2 separate regions of the Mus musculus genome follow, and region 1 is linked to region 2. A link is a contact called in public promoter capture Hi-C data. All regions are on one chromosome and are shown on one strand. The core of a region is the stretch at or near the end of the contact, and the rest is flanking DNA. Distances in the headings are between cores, read along the strand shown.

Region 1 (4,390 bases), core at 17-2,516, 1.3 Mb after region 2:
GGAATGTGTAGGAAAGAAGAGTGGATAAGCAATACAGAGACAGTCTGCAGGCTTTGAAGCCAGAAAGAGATTCCTGGGACAGTCATGGGGACACTTATAAGCATATACTTCTTACACATCCTGTTCTTGATTGCACTCAATCATTCTATGACCCACTGCGTAGGTCCTCTGTCTCCAGGTACTCGAACCTAACTTGGGTGGTGAGGGAATGAAGAGAGACAGACAGACATGCAGACAGAAAAACTGGAATCAGATCGCCTGGTCTCTCAGAAGGGAAGACCTCAGCATCTGGAAGCTCAGCAGTACCCAGAGAAGCCCTGTTATAGCATACAGCTGACACAGAAGCAGGACCACTACAGACAGATAAACAAGGAGACAGGATTTCTGGTATACAGCTGGAACAAGGGGAACGGCTTAACTAATCTCAGGAGGAGCAGCCTCTATAGAAGAGCAGTCTTCAGGATGTAAACATCCAGGAGACAGAGAGATGGTAGATATTCCCTTCACACATGGTCAGCATTCACACTTGACCCAGAAGAAGGCTTTCCATGAGCTGAGTCTGAGGCTCTGGCATCCTTGACATGGCTGGTTCATGTCAATAGCACACATACACTCAGGGATTTCTCCCCTCCCAGCTTTATAGATAATAAAACTAAGGCATAGGCTGTGGAAGCAAAACATTGGTGGGAAAATTAGAAACAGACACAGACACAGTGCAGTGTGTCTACGCTGGTATTATTCTTCTGGGCTCATGGTTGGACCTTTATAGCATGCCCTTTCAATAAATCACAGTTGCTGCATGTGAAGCTGTCCTGGTTTATTTTGATGCTGTTATCTATTATCAGTTTCTCATGGACTCAATGAGTTGCAGACCCTATATCTCCTGAACCACCCTGGTAGGCCCACTGCAGGCCATGAGGAGCTGGAACATGTGTCTGAGAAGGGGTTGCTCTCAGGAAAGAAGCCATTCTGCCTGCCAAATCAAATGACCCACTACTGGTAAAACAGGCAGAAGAAAGTAGCACAAATCCAGGAGTCTTATATGGGACATGAGATAGACAGTTGGAGTCTGAGTTTGAAATGGCTAAAGAGGGCAAGGCAAGAAGAAAGGACCTTGTGTGAGAGCAAGGGGCATGAGACCACGGGGCTTGAGGCTAAGAGGCATGAGACCAAGGCGTGGAGAGTGCCACTCAGACCTCAGAACCTAAACAGCCACACTCAGGAACACAGGCCAGCATGGAGACTTCCTTAAAGCCTGGCTTTATTGTGGCTGGTAAGGGGAAGTGTAGAGCTGGTGGGGTGGCTCAGTGGGTAAAGGCATCTAACTCTGGCCTGACAACTTGAGTTCAGGAAGCCACATGGTAGAAGAAAATATTTTTTGCACGTTGCCCACTGACTTCCACATTTGAATCATGACACATGCATATAATTCTTAAATTTTTAAAAGAAAGGGCAGGGTTCCATGAAGAGCCAGTGATACAGTGTCCTGCCACACCTGCTCAGCAGCTCTAGGAAGTAGAAACAAGAAAAAAAATAGATAACCCTGACATGCTTCTGTGTGCCAGCCCTTTCTGGGTTCCCTTCAATTCCCATTTGTCAACCTATTCAGTCTTTATAAAATCCCCGTATGTTCGGAGGTATTACTGTCTTCTTATGAATGAGAAAGAGCACAGCTGCGGTCACCCACTGTTAAACACAGAAACTAAGCTTTGAATGATGTTACCTCGGCCCCAGTAAGGGAATGAAAGAATTTGTCAAGGTCATAGATGATCATTAAGGTCTTGCCTTCCAGACTGTGACCTCCTCCAAGTGAGACCTTGTTTTCAGTTCTCTATGGATCCAAAGGGCCTGGGGTTTGGAGGGGAGGGGTAGCTCTCAATAAGTGTTTGTTAAACAGTTGTGCCCAGTGTAGCAGCTGTGAGCTGTTTCCTCTCACAGTGCTACAGTCAGCATGGCCAGGTATTGGCTTCTTAGCCTTGGGAAGCTCCTTGGATGGTGATACAACAATGGAGTCACCTGATTCTTCTCAAAGTTGTGTTTACCAAAAGAAGCATTTTATGGTTAAACTTGGTCCCGATCATCCTGTCACCCACATTTCCATACACTTACCTCCGTCTAAGTCAAGGGCTCTAGTCAAAAAGCTCTTTGCTAAACACTATTCATACCATTGGAACCTTTTCATACAGAGCCCAATACTCAGTTCCTGGCCATTCCCAGAATCTTTCATTCTAGTCTTCTGCCGTGATAACAGGTTCCTGGTACCTCTCCACAGGTGCCCTCCCAAGAGAGTTCTGTGCTTGCAGCAGATGAGGACACTCAAATCAGTATCTCAGATCCTTTCCCACAGCCAACATATATGTTTCATCTCCTCCAGACTCTACTAGTTCCTAGGCACAGAACTGGACAGCTCAGCTGCCTCATCAAGGGTCTGGTGTTCCAGCCTTACTGGTCTTTCCTCTTACTGGCCCACTGGCTTCTAGTTCTACAGGATGAGCTGTTGAGGTTATTCTGGGAACAGCGATCTTTCTCACCCCAATCGACTCACTTAACAAAAGTTAAAAGCATCTTTTCCTTCTTTAAAAAATATACATTAAATCCCTTACCTGGAGGTACAGAAATTAGGAGAATAGCCCTTGGCATCTGAAGGATATCTACTTTGGTGGTTTGAAACCAATTACAGGCTACGTGTTGTACCTATATATGAAATAAGGCCAATTAATGTAATAACAAAAAGGAAAAATGAGGAAATTCTCCCTTCCTTTCCATTATCTAAAGATTTCAGGCATGTGGACATGTCTTGCTTTTGAATACACCGAATTATATGAAAAACCAGCCACAGGCCTTCATTTTTACTTTGTTTATATAGGAATAAGCTCAGGTTTTGTTGTTTTTGTTTTTGTTTGTTTGTTTGTTTGTTTGCAGACAGGAGGAGCCTGCCTGAGACCTGCTTTGCGGTGACTGATTTCTTTGTTAGAGCTCTTGTCATGGAGTGTGTCCTTGCCTGGGCAAGCAGCTGGGTCACAAATGGTGACTATCAAAACCACAAAAGCTCCTGGAGAACTGACAATCAGATTCCAAAAGGAGATTTTGTCCTACTGCCTCATTCCTTCCCCCTTTACTGTGGCCTGAACCACATCCCCACTTGTTTCACATCCCTTCCTCTGTTTCTAACCCCCCTCTCCTCCTCCTCGTCCTCCTCCTTCTCCTTTGCCTTGCTTAGGGTCCCTATTCTTTTCTCAAATGACTTAGGTCAGTGCCAGGATCTCCTGCCACCTTCAGTGGGATTGTTCCACACACTGGTCCTGCACTCGGTCTCCCACAGTCCTGCTTTCTGTCATGGAACCCCTACCTCCTGTTTGTTTGTTTGTTCTTCTTCTTCTTTTTTTTTTTTATCAGTGTTAAATTCACTGTTTGTACCACGCCAGTAAGTAGCTTGGACATAGTGTATAACACTATGTAGATACAATTGCCGTGTGGTATAGAAAACTTATCACCCTGCATAGGAGGTGTCTAGTCTCCTAGGCTTCACCTATTTAATCCTCTATCCCTTCCCCTGAGCACCTGGCAACACCCACCCTTTCACAGGTCTGCCTTTTCCAGAACATCATGTGCTTAGAACTATGCAGTGTGGGACCTTCATGCATGTGTGCTATGTTCACTTAGTAACATGCATTTATAACTAACCCCTGTCTTTATGAAGCTTAAGCACACTTCTTTTCTTTTGTTGCTGAATGCTGCTTCATGGTATAGCTTACATTGAACTCCTGAAGAACACCTTTGTTATGTACAGAATGTGTGATTATACATAAAGCTACTTTGAAATTTCACATGAAAGTTTGTAGCTGTGTTCCTAAATTTTTTTAAAAAACAAACAAACAGGTAAACAGCTAGGCGCACAATTGCTGGGTTGTGTGGAAAGACTGTAGTCAGCTTTGTGGTAAGTTCTAAACCCTCTTGCAAAGTGACTGTACTACTGTGCTTCTCCCAGGCAATGGAGGAGAAGGATGCCCTTCCACACCTTTTCCTCATTTGACACTGTCCTGCGTGCATTTATACTTCACAGTTGGTCATACGAGGTGTGCATCTGTGTATCCATGCTGTCTGTATTCCCAGTATCCTAATGTAAAAGAGTACTGGGGGTCTTTGCCATCCAGTTATCTACTTTTGAAAATATATTCATATCTTTTGCATACTTCCTCTTGATGTTGTTCTCATTGTAGTGTTTTAGGTGTTCTTTATGTATTTGGAGTAGAAGTTCTTTGTGAGATATGTGTTTTTTTCAGTTCTATGGCCTCTGGTCTCCTTCTTTTACAGAAATACCTACCTGAGCTGCTTTTGAGATCCAGTTTTACCACGTTTTTCTCTCATGGATAATTTTGGCACTGTATCA
Region 2 (4,111 bases), core at 415-2,914:
TCATAAGACTAGAGAAATTATATAGTAAAAACATTGCAATTCCTAGCATACAGTAGCCTGGAATCTGAGCCAAGGTGTTTCAGCTAGCACTAGTGTGCTATGGCAGTATTGGGAATGCAGAGTACCCATGTGTTTAAGAACCAAAGCCTTAGTGAAACATGAGATGCAGCGTGGGTGAGTGTTGCAGGACACACCTGATTCATTACAATTTGTTTCTAATTTAACTTTTGTTCACTGTGTATTCAGAATTGTAAATTTGAGGGGAAACCCCCACATTGCGTTAAAGCCCACAAGAGTTCATAATCTATAGTTTAAGACGATGAGGTCATCAGACAGAAAAGAACCTGACACAATGTACACTTAAAATACTCAGTTATTTGATGAAGGCCAAGTAAGTTCCTATAAACAACAACAACAGCAACAACAAAATCTTGGACTGTGGATGTTGCCCAGTGGTACAGTGCCTGGCATCCAGTACCACACACACACACACACACACACACACACACACACACACACACAAACCAAAACAATCAAGCAAAGACAAAATGAAAATGACCAAAGTCAAATAAAATCGATTCCTTCCCTCTGGAAGCTGAGAGGCTATTAAATGAGATGCTCTGTTCTGTATTATTTTCATCACATAAAAGATACAGGAACACTGCTCAAAGGATTTATAGGAAATTAGTCTATTTAAAATTGGGTCATGAACACCTGTCCTGCCAGTTTGAACTGTTACATCTATCAGAGTTCTTAAATGGAAGGCACAGAAACTGTAAACTAAAATCAGAAAAATCAATGTATTAAACTTTATTAAGAAGCTGGGTATGATGGTCCAAGTTTTTAACTCCAGTATTTAGGAGAGTCAGAAAGATCCATATAACCAGGCTGGTCTACATAACGAGTTCCCAGGATAGGCAGGGCTACAAAGACAGTCTAAAATTAAAACAAAAACAAAACAAATACCCCCCCCCCCAAAAAAAAAAACGTAATTAGGCAATCTGGCAGAACAGGCTACAAGTTTTTTGACAAAAATATTGCAGCTTGCTGTTGATACACCTTCAGTCTTAAAACCTGGATATAGTTGCTGAGGCTGGCATCTCTGCTTAAATAGATCCCTGCTGTGTTCCTTAGGGCTCTCATTCAGTTTCTGGGTTCGATTGGAACTAGCAAGCAATGAACTTAGATTCCACTGTTTCGGACTACTGGAGGAACCAATGCAATCACTCAGTTTTATGGAGAGGAGATGGCCAGGGTAAGTTAAACGTTTAGTTATGAAATAAACAAAAAACTAAATTCGCACCAGGAGTAGTTCCAATGAGATACTTAACACTCTGAGCTACTCAGTGATTTAAAAGACAGAGCGCTTGTTTTAAAACAAATTCTCTTAAGGACACTCAAACCACTTTACATAGTCTTTCTCACAAACTTAGGCTTAAAAGAAAGGGGGGGTGGGAAACTCTGGTACCAAAGAAAGAGTAAAGACTTATTTCAGTAAAGTGTGCAATGAGTTGGGAAAGGGATAAGAGAAGAGTAAAGGAAGGAGGGAGGGAAGAAACTGTTCTCAAATCTCGCGAGACTTCCCCACCCCCACTTTAAGTACCGGAATCTGAGGCGCAGCGCAGGCCAATCACGAGGAGCGTTTTCCGCGCGGTGACCGTTGCTAGGATACGCGGCGTCGCTGCGGGGTGGGGGGGACTCTGAGGCCTGGCTCCCTGTCTCTGCTCTGGTGAGCGGTGAAACGCGGGGTTGGCGCTCGCGTTGACTCCTCAGAAAGAAGTTCATGTCGCGGGGACCTAGCGGCACCCCAGTCGCACCAGGCAAGGTGAGAAATCTCAGCTCGTTTGCCTTTTCCCTGCGTGGGTTAAGGTTCTGTGGCCACTTTTGACTCTCTCCAAACGGAACAAACTCGAATTCGTGGACTCTTGGCTGGTTCTATAACTTGGGGTCGGAGGCTCGGCCTGGGAAGTTCCACACTACGCCTGGACCGAAAGGATGCTCCAACCCTGGGAAGGAGGGGAAGGATACGGACGCCTCAGAAAAGTCTCTGCTCTGAAGGAAGGGGCGATCAGCCGGCTACAGGGGAAGGACGTAGCATCGTTCGGTTAATACAAGTCAGAATGGTTGGGCCAGGGAGGATAAGGGTAGTAATAACAAGGAAAACAAAACAATGTGATGTTTTCCATGTAAGAACCGAACTTAACAACAACTGCAAAATAAGGACTCCTGGCCACACTTTTGTTTTAGAGACGAGAAATCACATCCCAAAGGGCATTGTGTGCCAAGTTTATGTAGTGATTACTATCAGAGGTAGACTGTATCCTTAATCCTTGTAGGATCAGAGAATGTGTGAATTCTGGCCTCCCTCTGCCATGATAAGAATATGGATCGAAGAACTCCAGAGTTAGGGGTGTATTTGTTATGAGAGCCCACCTCCCGTTTCTCTTAACACAAGTGGGACTACATAAATTAGTCGTTTTCTCAGTTAACAGGAAAGCTAGAGGATTACTGGGGTTCTTTGTTGTTGTTGTTTTGTTTTGTTTTTTAACTACTTTTGAGTTTTGACTATAGGACTTTTCCTTGCAAAAATACTGTTGTTGTCTCTTTGTTGTTCAAAACCATAGGGATATGGTGCTACTTGGAATAGAAAAATGCTAAGGTTGACCTTTTCCCCCCCTTCTTGAAGAGATAATGGTGTGTATGTCCAAATGGAAAATTTCAGTCAACAAGTGAACATTCGGAATTGGTGCCTGGTTTGAATGATAAAACTGTAGATATTTATGAGTTCTTACTACAGTTGGAACTAAATGGTGCGGAAATTGTAGAAGTCGTTGCAAAGAAAAGCCAAGGCGCTGAGCTTTAGGTGTAGAACACTTTCATGGATGTTTTGTTTGCAGTCATAGTGACTGCTTCCCTCCTCCCATCGCATGCATGTACCACCATACCTGATTTATTATTTTTTTTAATTTTTTTATTACGTATTTTCCTCAATTACATTTCCAATGCTATCCCAAAAGTCCCCCACACCCCCCCCCCCCACTCCCCTACCCACCCACTCCCATTTTTTGGCCCTGGCGTTCCCCTGTACTGGGGCATATAAAGTTTGCCTGACCAATGGGCCTCTCTTTCCAGTGATGGCCGACTAGGCCATCTTTTGATACATATGCAGCTAGAGTCAAGAGCTCTGGGGTACTGCTGATTTATTTTTAAAATTAAAATTATAAGTCAAGTTAGGCATATATATCTTCCCAAAAAGTTTATCTTTTTTAAAAAAAAGACATATTTTTTTTTCTCTTAGTGGTGCTGGAGAATGGTTGGGGTAATACTATTTTCTTTACCACTGAACTACCTTCTGAGCCCAAATATAGCAAATTTTTGTAATTGGGAATGCCTTTGTATTGGAGGGTATCAAAAGACACACACATAGTTTCTGCTTGCCACTGAATCAGATGCTGTAGATTAAAGACACCAGCCAACTCTTGTTCTCAAGGGGAAGGGATAAATAAGCAGATTGTTTCAGCTGCTGTGAGAAGTACAGGGACAGACATGTGGGCAGGATATATGGTAGCTTATACAGCTGTCCAGTAAGCCCTCAGAAGGTAGAGGTGCTTTACAATAGTCCTGGAAGAATTCCGAGAAAAGCCCATGTGCAAGATGTCTGTTAGGCAAGAAGACTCGTTATGAGGTTGATATAATAGGCTACCTGAACTGTGAGGCTCTATACTGGATGCCAGCACTGTAAAAATAGAAAGGAAAGTGTGTGCGTTAAGTATTTGAAGGAATTAATAATTCTCACAATTGGAAGTGAGAGAGGAAAAATCAAGGACCAAATTTCTGATGTGTATGAGTAGGAGGTAATATCAAGAGGAAGGGCAGATTTGGGGGATATGATAGATTTTCATTAATTATATACATGTTTGTCTCGAAAACAATTAGACTATCTGAGTAGAGACATTAATTATTTATACGTGAAACCCTGATATTAAGTGTGTCAGAGAGATGAGGAGTTATGAATCTTTAGCTTATTGTCTGCTAAAACCTTGAGTGTGAATGTAATCATCCAAGCAGAGCTTAGAGAGAAAAAGAAGACAAGACTATGGATGGCATTGTG

The links. Promoter capture Hi-C pulls out the DNA fragments that hold promoters and counts their contacts.
Region 1: a contact with region 2 is called in a promoter capture Hi-C map of pre-B cells. The contact joins the enhancer-like site here to the promoter of Ift74 in region 2. A contact is called at or near these places in 6 of 39 promoter capture datasets (cranial neural crest, frontonasal cranial neural crest, hippocampal neurons and 3 more) and 6 of 115 datasets of contacts at active chromatin or transcription factors (the SCID.adh cell line, astrocytes, embryonic limb bud and 3 more).

The regions. Positions count from the first base shown.
Region 1 is chr4:95,883,690-95,888,079 of GRCm38.p6, forward strand. All of the region lies in intron 14 of Fggy (FGGY carbohydrate kinase domain containing), which reads left to right. Among named protein-coding and RNA genes, the nearest start is that of Hook1, 81 kb to the right of the region's middle. Within about 2 kb of position 1,267, at least 16 of the 459 cell types and tissues checked have an H3K27ac peak or open chromatin away from gene starts, as enhancers often do.
Region 2 is chr4:94,612,827-94,616,937 of GRCm38.p6, forward strand. It overlaps Ift74 (intraflagellar transport 74), which reads left to right and starts at 1,665. Exons shown (of 20, transcript NM_026319.3): 1 at 1,665-1,825.